Linked DNA regions of Bicyclus anynana: region 2 is linked to region 1. The links are chromatin contacts, called in public Hi-C maps. All regions are on one chromosome and are shown on one strand. Each heading gives the region's core, a stretch centred on a gene start, on an enhancer-like site or on the middle of the called end of the contact. The rest is flanking DNA. Distances are from core to core; before and after follow the strand shown. Region 1 has its middle 38 kb from the start of LOC128198857. Region 2 has its middle 25 kb from the start of LOC112057849.

Evidence for each region. A called contact is a pair of places that touch in the nucleus more often than the background predicts.
Region 2: a contact with region 1 is called in a Hi-C map of whole body, with 3 times the contacts expected there. The contact joins two enhancer-like sites. A contact is called at or near these places in 2 of 2 Hi-C or Micro-C datasets (whole body and whole larva).

What each region holds. Positions count from the first base shown.
Region 1 is chr16:11,743,116-11,749,081 of ilBicAnyn1.1, reverse strand. No RefSeq gene overlaps it. Among protein-coding and RNA genes, the nearest start is that of LOC128198857, 38 kb to the left of the region's middle. Within about 2 kb of position 4,406, at least 1 of the 8 cell types and tissues checked has open chromatin away from gene starts, as enhancers often do.
Region 2 is chr16:11,893,405-11,898,756 of ilBicAnyn1.1, reverse strand. No RefSeq gene overlaps it. Among protein-coding and RNA genes, the nearest start is that of LOC112057849, 25 kb to the left of the region's middle. Within about 2 kb of position 4,101, at least 8 of the 8 cell types and tissues checked have open chromatin away from gene starts, as enhancers often do.

The sequences.
Region 1 (5,966 bases), core at 3,157-5,656:
TTGACATTCTATGTATTGTCTATTGTTTTATATACACTGTAGCCGGCGCCCCGCGATTTTACCTGCGTTGTTCCCGATCTTGTGAGAATACAAGTATAAAATATTTCTTATGACACTAGCAAATAACGTGGCTAGTAATAAAAGAATTTTCAAAATCAGTTCAATAGAACTAGAGATTACCCCTATAATAACACTATACCTCTCTGTAATATTAGTCTAGATACAAGTTAAAATAACGCAATGACATGCCTCATCAAATTGAAAAACTTTTATTCTAAATGAAGAGTCAATATTTATGAAGTTGTAGGTAAATTAAGTTTTTGTAACTTAACAACTAGCAGACTGATAACTGATAACATAAAACATTTGAAAAGTGAATAAACATATAAATACAAATAATAGACGTATCTTTGAAGATTTTTTTAGTTATTTTTTTAATAATAAAGATAAAACAAATTATGTTCATTGAACTTAAATCTGTTTAAATTTATTTTAATTTATTTAATTCATTTATTGTTTATAATGTTAGGCACTGAAATATGATTACTATTATTTATTATTATTAATAGCCATTAGGTACTAAAATACGATTAGTTAAATTCACATTTTATTATAAAATAAATATTAAAATAATAACTAATTATACTGCTGCTACTACTTACTGTAACTTAACAATAAATAAACTCTGATGCTGTGAAATATTAAGTGTTTGTTGTTATCATAAGTGTAGAGAACGCTTTTTTAGGTTTCACTGTACGTCGCAGTTTGTGTCCTAATGTCTCCCTTTCACCTTCTACTTTCGCTTGGATAATCTTATTTTTGCAGGCTACATTCAAATCGTATCTTAATTCCGATCATAATAAAGTTTAAAATTGTCTAACATTTGTGCAGGGAGTTAAAATGTATTACCTTTTATTGTGATCCTCAACACGGATTAAGAGAGAGCGCGGTTTTGAATTTTGATTCGGATTGTAGCACAACTTAGCCATTCAAATTAGACCTCTCGCGGATTATTTGTTGCGTCTTTTATAATCTGATTTTACAAGACGTCGACGGCGTAGGGGCTCAAGTTATGTTGGTCGTTGGAATACCTATGAACACCTATTGTGGTTAATGTTTTGATTACGTAGCAAGGAATGCCCTTTAATGAAGATTTCGAGCGTCACGGAAATAGTGTTTACCCTCGTCAATGGCGAAGTGGTGTTGATTATGCTAGCGGCACTTCATGCATGTATAAATGCACTGCCTACTTTCAATTCTTTGTTTATTTAAGAGCCGTGATATCCCAATAGTTATAACCTCTGCCTCCGATCCGGAGGGCGTTGGTTCAGATCCGGTCCGGGGCATGCATTAGAATTATCTTAATTCTCTGCGTGTGTGAAGTCTGCCAATCCGCATTGGGCCAGCGTGGTGGACTATGACCTAACCCCTCTCAGTCTGAGAGGAGACATGTGCTCAATAGTGAACCGAATCGTCGTTATCAACCTATAATTGGTCAACCTAACCTAACGGTTAATGATGATGCATGATTACTTGATATGCCTTTGTAAAGCAAATTTTAAATCTTGAATTGACTCTAGCTGGAAAATTATTCTGAACAATATTTATTTCTATTTTTTTAATACTTAATCTTGATTGTCACAATATTACCTTGATAACTCTATATCTAATATCGGACTTGCAATCACTTCGCTTCTTCGGTTGACTTTACTAATGATGAATAACATAGGATACAAATTTAATTTGAAATTAACGAGCTTATTTTTAAATAAAACAAAGTGGGTATCAAAAGGTATTACAGAGCGTAACGTAACGGTTTATTACTCTTTGTAACGTCACGTCAGTAAGTAAATAATTAACTATGCAGCTATGGCTATGGCATATGGTCATTTACCCTAGAACCGGTTTTTACAGAATACATTGGATGGGCCCGTGGCCAGTTATTAGGGCGTTTTAACCCTTCAATGCGGGCCCTAAATAAGATGACCTCTCCGACCCAATTCCCCATTTTTCTGTTAAAACTGTAACCCTACGCGTGCTGTCTGTGGGGTAAAATGCTTTTTTTGGTAATAAAATTTTATTATTTATTATAAAACGTCTGTCGTTACCTCATGTGTTTATTGTTGGTGTTCCGATTAGTTATTTGTATTGAATGGTTATGGAACGTGATTGTCGGTCGAATAACAGCTTTTATTATTTTTTATTAATTACTTACGGCCAGTTTCTTTATCGCAAGTAACAGTCAAAGTAACGTCATAAATCAAAAGTGACGTCTTATGCACTGAAAAATAAAGTCTTCTTTACTACTTACTACTTTTACTGTTACTTTAGCTTTACATGAAGAAACTGGCTGTTAATAGTAAATTGCTTTTTGGTAAGTTATTTTGCAATAAATTTTTATTTCTATTTCGAGTAGATATACAATATAACTGTAAGTACAATATAAATTACATAACCATGCAAGAGATTACTTCTTACTCGATAATTTTAGAAGAGTAGATACTAATCTAGGTGGGTAGGTAGTCTATAAGCCAAGTTGTATTGTTGGTGTATTACTCTGTTGAGATGTATAACAACTTTATAATCTTTGTATTGTCCGTGTAATAAACAAGTGACTATAAAAACAAAACACCTAAATGCTGGCTGAGTTTGATTCTGTTCTTCACAGTCTGAGCGCGTCTGAAACCCTCAAGCGAGCTTTAATTTAAATATCAAAGCTTTAATTATCAATATTCATCATTTCAAGACTTCAGTTATCACTAATTATCATCATAATCAGCCGATGTACATCCACCATTGGACATAGGCCTCTTGCATGGACTTACAATGACAACAGTCTCGAGCCGCCAGCATCTAGCGGCTCCCTACAATCCGCTTGATGTCCTCGCTCCACCTAGTGGGGGGTCGACCAACACTGCGCTTACCGGTGCAGGGTCGCCGTTCCAGCACCTTGGGACCCAAACGTCCATCGGGTCTTCGAACAAATTCGAATTAAGTATCACTATTATAGGTAGGTACTATAAAATAATGTAAAAACTAATAGGTTCTCATAAGGTTTATTCAATAAAACATTTTTACGTTAACTAACTTGTATTACCTAAAGCCATCTTTCCTTTTTTTCTATCACAATAACTGATAACTAAGTTCTCACAATAAGCAGATTACTGTGTGCAATATTTTTGTAAATGTAAGTAATATTTTAACATTAATTAAATCTCTCGTTTACATTTTTTGATTAAAGATTATTAGTATTAACTTCTAAAGTAACCACTAACGAATATACCTATGTGACAAATAAATTGAATTTTGAATTTTTTAAACAGAAAAATTGCAATAAGCAAAACTAAGCAGCTGTGAACTTTCGATCGTTTAGTACTTTTGAAATTATTGCTGAAAACCAGTTCTGATGTTATTATAACAGTAGCACCCTTTTGCAAATTGCACTGCAAAAAAATGCATTGTCCAAGTAGCAGATGGTGAAAGTTTATAACGGACATTGCAAAAATAATAATGTGTCACTTTTAATTTTTAAATGTCTAAAAATTTAAATTTTTAACTACCGTTGACATTATAAAACAAACTTTTAACTAAAATCTAAGAAATATGAAATAAAAATAATACCTACCTATAATATATACCTAAATTATACAAATCTTATGAGTTTTAAATTGAATTATCTATGCCTACATACTAATAATAAGTGTATAAGTATTGTAGGGTAATCTCTGAATTTAATAAACCGATTTTTTTTTTTATTCTGTACAAGTTAGCCCTTGACTACAATCTCACCTGATCGTAAGTGATGATGTAGTCTAAGATGGAAGCGGGCTAACTTGTTAGGAGGAGGATGAAAATCCACACCCCTTTCGGTTTCTACACGGCATCGTACCGGAACGCTAAATCGCTTGGCGGTACGTCTTTGCCGGTAGGGTGGTAACTAGTCACGGCCTAAGCCTCCCACCAGCCTAGACCTGGACAAATTAAGAAAATCGCAATCTGCCCAGCTGGGGATCGAAAACAGGACCTCCGTCTTGTAAATCCACCGCGCATACCACTGCGCCACGGAGGCCGTCAAATTTTGCAAAATCCTAAAGGTAAAACAAAACTATGTGTTTTACACTGAGTATAATACACAATTACATGATCAATAGCAACACACGCAATTTAAATAAGGAAGTATTTGTACGTACCTATACGTGGGTATCTATCGCTAAATAATGAAATTTAATGATAACATAACATACCTTTAAGAATGTCTGACGCGCTACTTCTTAAATAATATCACTACAACAAATAAAATAATTTAGATCGAACTACAAATCAGTACAAAAGTTCCAACCCCATACTGCCCGCTGTCCGAAAGGGGTGGGGCTAAAAATACCCATTGGTCATCATAGGGGACGCCGCTGGGGCATTCCAATTGAGGGTCCAATTTATTCCAATAAGATTTTTATAAGGTAGCTCGTGTGTCTGTAAGCGTTTATGATTCTTATCACTTTGTAAATAAAGACTTTTATTCCCTAATGGATGTTCTCTACGAATTAACGACAGAACTAACTATGAATCTTTGACCGTGAAGTGATTCATAAGTAAACGTACTAGCACCTACTGTATACTATATTTAAAGTTTCACATTGTATTTAATTGGTAGGTATTTCAAATAAGAATAATCATCACTTACCATCAGGTGAGAATGTATAGTCAAGGGCTAACTTGTAAAGAATAAAAAAAATATATTGTAAGTATAAAATAGATGATAACCAAAAGATGTAAACTCAAATACATGAGGAATTAATTTTATTATAGGTAAATAAGCTCTATATTAATAATTGCCTTGTACTTTTTGTTTTTGTTATGTGGGCACAAAGACGCCAGAATAATGCCTAATTGTAAATCTAAACCTATAACAATTTTTTAATTGACTATTTCCTTTTCGGTCCCCGTTATATAATGTATCACTGTACTTACCTAAAGATTAACTAAACTAAGTATAGGTACAGTATCCTATTGTATAGGTTAAAAATATGACTCTGATAAAAATAACTAAGTGGATGATTGATAAAACACTTAACCGTAACAAGAAAATAAACAATAATATTCCAATGTTAAAAAACAACAAAGTTCCCACAGGATTCATAAACATTCACCACAAGATAAGTAAGTAGGTACACTGTACCCCGGACGACTGCAATGCGACTTGATAATTAAACAATGAAAGGGTTAATTCTTGTTTGTACTTTATTAATATTTCCGTGGTCAGCCGCGAGGGAGCCGGGCGGTTCAAAAATGAAACTTTAAATATTACGGACCGTAATCTTCCGTAATACAAGACATTACGGAATATATTATTTAGCGTAACCGACTTGAATTTCCGTAATTACTTAGACTGAATGACTCTCGCAAGGATCGTTGATCACACGGAAGTTTGAAGAGTTCATAAATAAGGGTAGGCATAGTAGTTTTTCTTTAATGCCTTATTGATATTAATATTGTTTACTAACGGATTAGCAACTTCGTCTGCGTGGAATTCAGTTTTTCACGAATCCCGCGGGAACCGTGGATTTTTCCTGGATGAAAAATAGCATAGGTAGGTATATGTTAATCCAGAGTAAAATGTATTCATTCGCTTCAGTAGCCGCAGCGTAAAAGAGGAACAAACACACACACATACACATAACTAATTTTATATTAATACTAGTGGACGGCCGCGACTTCGTACGCGATATTTTGATCCATAAACTATATTCCGATACAAGTCCCATTAAAATTGGTCCAGACGTCCCAGATATTAGCCCGGACAAACATAACAGACAGACAAAAATTTTAAAATGCTTGATTATGTTTTCATATCATGTAAATAGCTAGGTAGGTATACTCTTAGGTATAGGTAAGCACTTTAGGAACACGTTTTTTTTTGTTATTTGGTAATATTTTCTTTATTATTATTCTACCTACCTAGTTATATA
Region 2 (5,352 bases), core at 2,852-5,351, 150 kb before region 1:
AGAAACATTTTGACAACGTTTGAGCGTGGTAAAGCCGATGAAACCGTTTTTAAAATATTTAAAAACATACGATGTCATTTTTCTTTAATAATATTGAAAGTCACTGATGCGACGCTCCGTGTCGTACTGACTGACCCGAGTATGTATTAGTTTTTGAATATTATATTCGGAGTTCCGTGCGCTCCATCTGCCTATTATTTTTAATCTGTGCCCAATCCCCAACAAGATTTAGGTAGGTCAGTAAGTACATGGTACACCACCAGGAATTCTAGATAAGGTAATAATAATAATAGATCATAATCACAATTATCCTCACGTATTGAATAATATTTGGATATTTTGGTATTGTTTACCGGTTGCTAGTAGATTATGATTGTGTATTTAATCAGAACGGTGTTTTATTGGCGCCATCTATTGGGAAGTAGTTGGACTAAACATAAAGTCCAATATCACATTTTGTAGTTGTTGTTTACAGATGGCACTGTTTGATTTCTTATTAGATTAAAGGCCACTAAAATGTTACCATTTAAATTCGACCAATTAGTATTTTTTACACTCTTTTTGGACCTGTATGTAGTATAAATTCGTGTTATGTGGGTTTCCGAATTATTATTACTAGTCACTTCATTCATTTCAATTCACAAACAAACAAATAGAGAATTCTAAACACATGCTTACTGTTGTTTGTATTAATAAGGTAGGTACCTACTTTAATCTGTACTTTTGCCTTAATTATTCTCTTTTTGAAGAAGGTAGTAGGTACATCATGAAAATTACCAGTTGAGAACCAAGCTCATAATATTATATTACTGGGTATGCACTAAACTGCGTTAATATATATGGTTAGAAGATTATTTAGAAGAGGTTTTACATTTTTTATATTCTTATCCACGTTGCATTAGCCCCGTTGTCCCATTCAGCCATTTTGAATCACATCACGTCCGGCCCGTGCGTAATTGGCGCCATTTACCGTCCGCCCGCCGCTTGGTACACGCTGCGTCCTACGTCCGTCGCAAACCAATATTGGGTCCATTTTGTTATCAGTGAGGATAAATTCTAATAAAATAAATGGAAAAACCTACAGTATAGATGAATAACTTTAAAATTAAGTTAATTAAAACAGTAACTATATTATAAAGTCTCAACTGGGTAGGTACTATGGAGTATCTTTGCGTGATCGAATCTGAAATAAGGAAATGAGAGGAGAGAGAGAGAGAGATAGTTCAAGGAGTTACGAAGCTGTAGTAGCAAAGAGCGGTGCTCATAGTTCAAAGAACCGTTGGAGTCCCAAGGTGCTGGAATACACCACACCGGAAAGCGCAGTGTGACGACTTTAAGTGGGTTACGGGAGCCCTTGGATGTTGACATTTGAGACAGTGGTGTTTGAAGTTCATATAGGAGGCCTATGTCCAGCAATGGCCGTCTGTCGGCTAATAATGATGAAGGAATGTATCACAGACAATTTAAATTTAATATTTGGGAATCAAATTTAGGCATATGAATTAGATTTATATGATAACAATGATAGCCCAGTGTAGCTAGTGTAGTAGATAGCCGTGATAGCCCAGTGGATATGACCTCTGCCTCCGATTCCGGAGGGTGTGGGTTCCAATCCGATCCGGGGCATGCACCTCCAACTTTTCAGTTGTGTGCATTTTAAGAAATTAAATATCACGTGTCTCAATCGGTGAAGGAAAACATCGTGAGGAAACCTGCATACCAGAGAATTATCTTAATTCTCTGCGTGTGTGAAGTCTGCCAATCCGCATTGGGCCAGGGTGGTGGACTATTGGCCTAACCCCTCTCATTCTGAGAGGAGACTCGAGCTCAGCAGTGAGCCGAATATGGGTTGATGACGACGATAACAATGATAGTGCTGCAATAAATAAAATGTAACCGAAATAAATAATATCATGTTATTCAGATTATAATTTTTACATCAATATACTAAAAACACAAATGAGAAACTTATGCGTTAATTGTAGTAGGTTCCTTGCTTAGTTTTTGCAAATCTTTTTGCCAATTAGTAAAATCCTCCTACAACTCATCCATTCCTGTCTATCTTCAGCCAGTCTGTTCTACGTCACTTGTCTAATATCGTCATCCCATCTTATTTGTGATCTACTTCTTTATCTTTTTCCTTCATCGTGGGGCATAATTGTGTCACAAGTCGAATTAAATAACACATTGTTAATTTAATTGGAAAAATCGAAACATTAAATTTGTAAAAATCATGGAAAGGCGACAATGAAATAACTACTTGTTCTTACATAATGAATATATTACATTTCTGTAGGGCTAAGGATATTTTGTCTATAACTAAATGTAAAATTACACTTAGTAAAATGGAGCAAACCCTGATATCAACCAAATCTCCCCACATTATCGCCCGGCGCGATTTCATTCAGTAAGGCCGAATAAATCAACGGGAAAGCTAAAAGCCGACAATAAATTTCGTCCCAATCCTGGTCATCGCGACCCAAAAGGCGTTTTAGCTAACCCAGGGACGGACCTTTCCGCTAAATAAATCCCTTATCTGCATACGGCAAACCTTTCTAGGGTCCAGCTTAATAAATTCAGGTTGGGTCTTGCGAAGTTTCTGCTTAAATTGTATTGAGTTGATTTAACTGCTCTTATAAAATTATTATAAAAGTGATAATCTGGTACCTAATAAAGAAATTAAACAAAGATATGTTATTTGCCGATAATGAACTTGGTATATTTTTATAAAAGAATTTTTAAATAAGTTCAGTGGTTTAGGCGTCAAAGTGTAACAGACAAAATCTTTATCGTATTTAAGTATTCATATTTTTACAAAAGATTTTTTTATCATATTTATAAAATATATTTTCATCAAGAGCATTTGTTTAAATTAATAATATGGGTAAAAAAAATCATTTTCGCATATTATAAAATAGTATTGTAGTCATCATATTCATCAGATGTTAAGGAAACCTATTAATCCGGACCGATAGCTTAACGCACTCTCCGAGGCAAGGGTATGGAATACTACCAACTTCCAACTAGGTTGTCATTTATCCTATAATTTGAACCCAAGACCTCGCAATCCGAAATCACATAGGCTAACTAAGAACTTACTATAGTATCTAAGTTCTACATACATTAATTCTACTAACATCGTTTGTGTTGTATGTGTGTGTGGTAAGAACAACTCTCTGTAGAGCCCAACGGTCCGCTCATTTGAAAAGCGGCCAAGCGGGTGCGCTCCCAAATCAATAGTAATTCTGCGGTAATCCTTCGATCCTTTGAAAAATACAACTACGTTAAATTTACAATTTAATGCCATTAGTATAAAGCGACTATCTATATAGGTTTTAGCTTATCAGCGGGCATTACTGAATAAATAAAATATAAAAAAAATTGGTTATAGGGACTGCCGATAGAAGTGAAAATATATTTAATTAGTTTAATTAAACGTTTCTAATAATAATCGTACAAAAACATATAAGATAAGATACACACAGTAAGTACTGCATCATACGTCAGCTGTATAGCTACAGATATATTGCTACAAGCTTAACGGTGACGCGAACGCACGATATTCGCGCATCCGTCTAAAAAGTGTCAAGGCACACACTTGGGATGTGAACCCGTAAGATTTCTTCCAACCAAAAAGTGCGTAACGTGGCTAAAGAAGTTTTAGAAAGAAAGGAAATTGTAGCAAGGTAGGTGCATTATTATTTTTTTAATTAAATCGGTTCACGCTAAACGCTATTTTAATGGACTGCAGTCGATTAATTGATTTAGCTGAAACTTTAATCGTGTTACCTTTAATCGTGTTTTAATTAAATCGGTTCACACTAAACGCTATTTTAATGGACTTCAGTCGATTAATTGATTTAGCTGAAACTTTAATCATTTAGTAGGTATAGATAAACATACATAAAAAAAACGGACCCGTCCCGTCTTTAATTATTTCATTCAGACCTCTCAAGTGGAAGATACCTATGTTGTCAGGTAAAAATAAATGCCAATAAAAATAAAATAAAAAGTTAAGTCTTAGCGCTCCAGTAACTATCTCACTCGCACATGATTATATTCAAATAGCCGTCTCATTCACACGAGTGACCGCTTGACCATTGGCTGACGCGTGTCCGTTCACACACATGCGTACCGTATATTATTATTATTTACCAACTGTTATGATAGTGTGTGTGACTGCGTGTTTTGTAATGGGCGGTGTGTGTTACAATTTCACTCCAAAAATGGAATTGAACCCAAAATCTCTGTGTTTTTTAAGCGCATTGCTTTTACAACTGTACCAAAGAGTTAACAAGCCTTGCCAATTCGACCCTTTCATGTAAACTGATTCTTTACGGTCATTGGCTTCCCTGGGAACTCGAAACCAACCCGTAATCGTATAGGTCTCTTCTACCATTGCGTTCTACAGGGTTTTAGTTAGGCTTCGAGATGATAGGTAAAGCTTAGAGCTCAGGGACCGATGCGATTTGATATAGGGTTAAAGGTCCCTATAGGAACGGCTTGATGATATTTTAGACAAAATATTAGTTAATATTAGTAGTTAACTGCCTTCATATATATTACTAGCTGACGCCGCGCGGTTTCACCCGCGTGGTTCCCGTTCCCGTAGGAATATAGGGATAATATAGCCTTCCTCATTAAATGGGCATAACAATGAAAGAATTTTTCAATTCGACCAGTAGTTCCTGAGATAAGCGCGTTCAATCAAACAAACAAACAAACTCTTCAGTTTTATAATATTAGTGTAGACATAGGTTCGAATTACGAAGTCCTGGAATACCTACTGTACCTACCTACTTTCCTTTTCAGTAAAATTCTCAGCCCGGAGATGGGAAGCCCGCCAAGCTGCATTGAAGCGGCGTGGTGGGTCTAAGCTCCATATCCTCTCTTTTATAGAGAGGGAGGTACCTTGTAGTGGATCGCTAAAATAATGATTACATACTAAGAAGTATGTATATATATCTATGTACAGCCTGGTGATGAAGATAGCCCAGTGGAGATGTACCTCTAGCTGCGATTCGAAGGGCGTAGGTTCGAATCCGGTACGGAGCACGCACCTCCGAGTTTTCAGTCAAGTATATGCATTTTAAGAAATTAAAAATCGCGCGCCTCAGACGGTGAAGGAAAAACATCGTGAGGAAACCTGCTTACCTGAGAGTTTTCTTAATTCTCGTTATGCAGTGATTTTATAAAATAAAAAATATTTCTTATCTATCAAAACTTTTCCAGCCGGAAAAGCTAGTAGGATCCATATCCTAAAGATAAGGAAAGTACCTACTATGCGTCGTAATTAAACAATATTCCATGGCTTTTTTTCATTGCTACAACGCGTTGAGTTCGAATAGTATG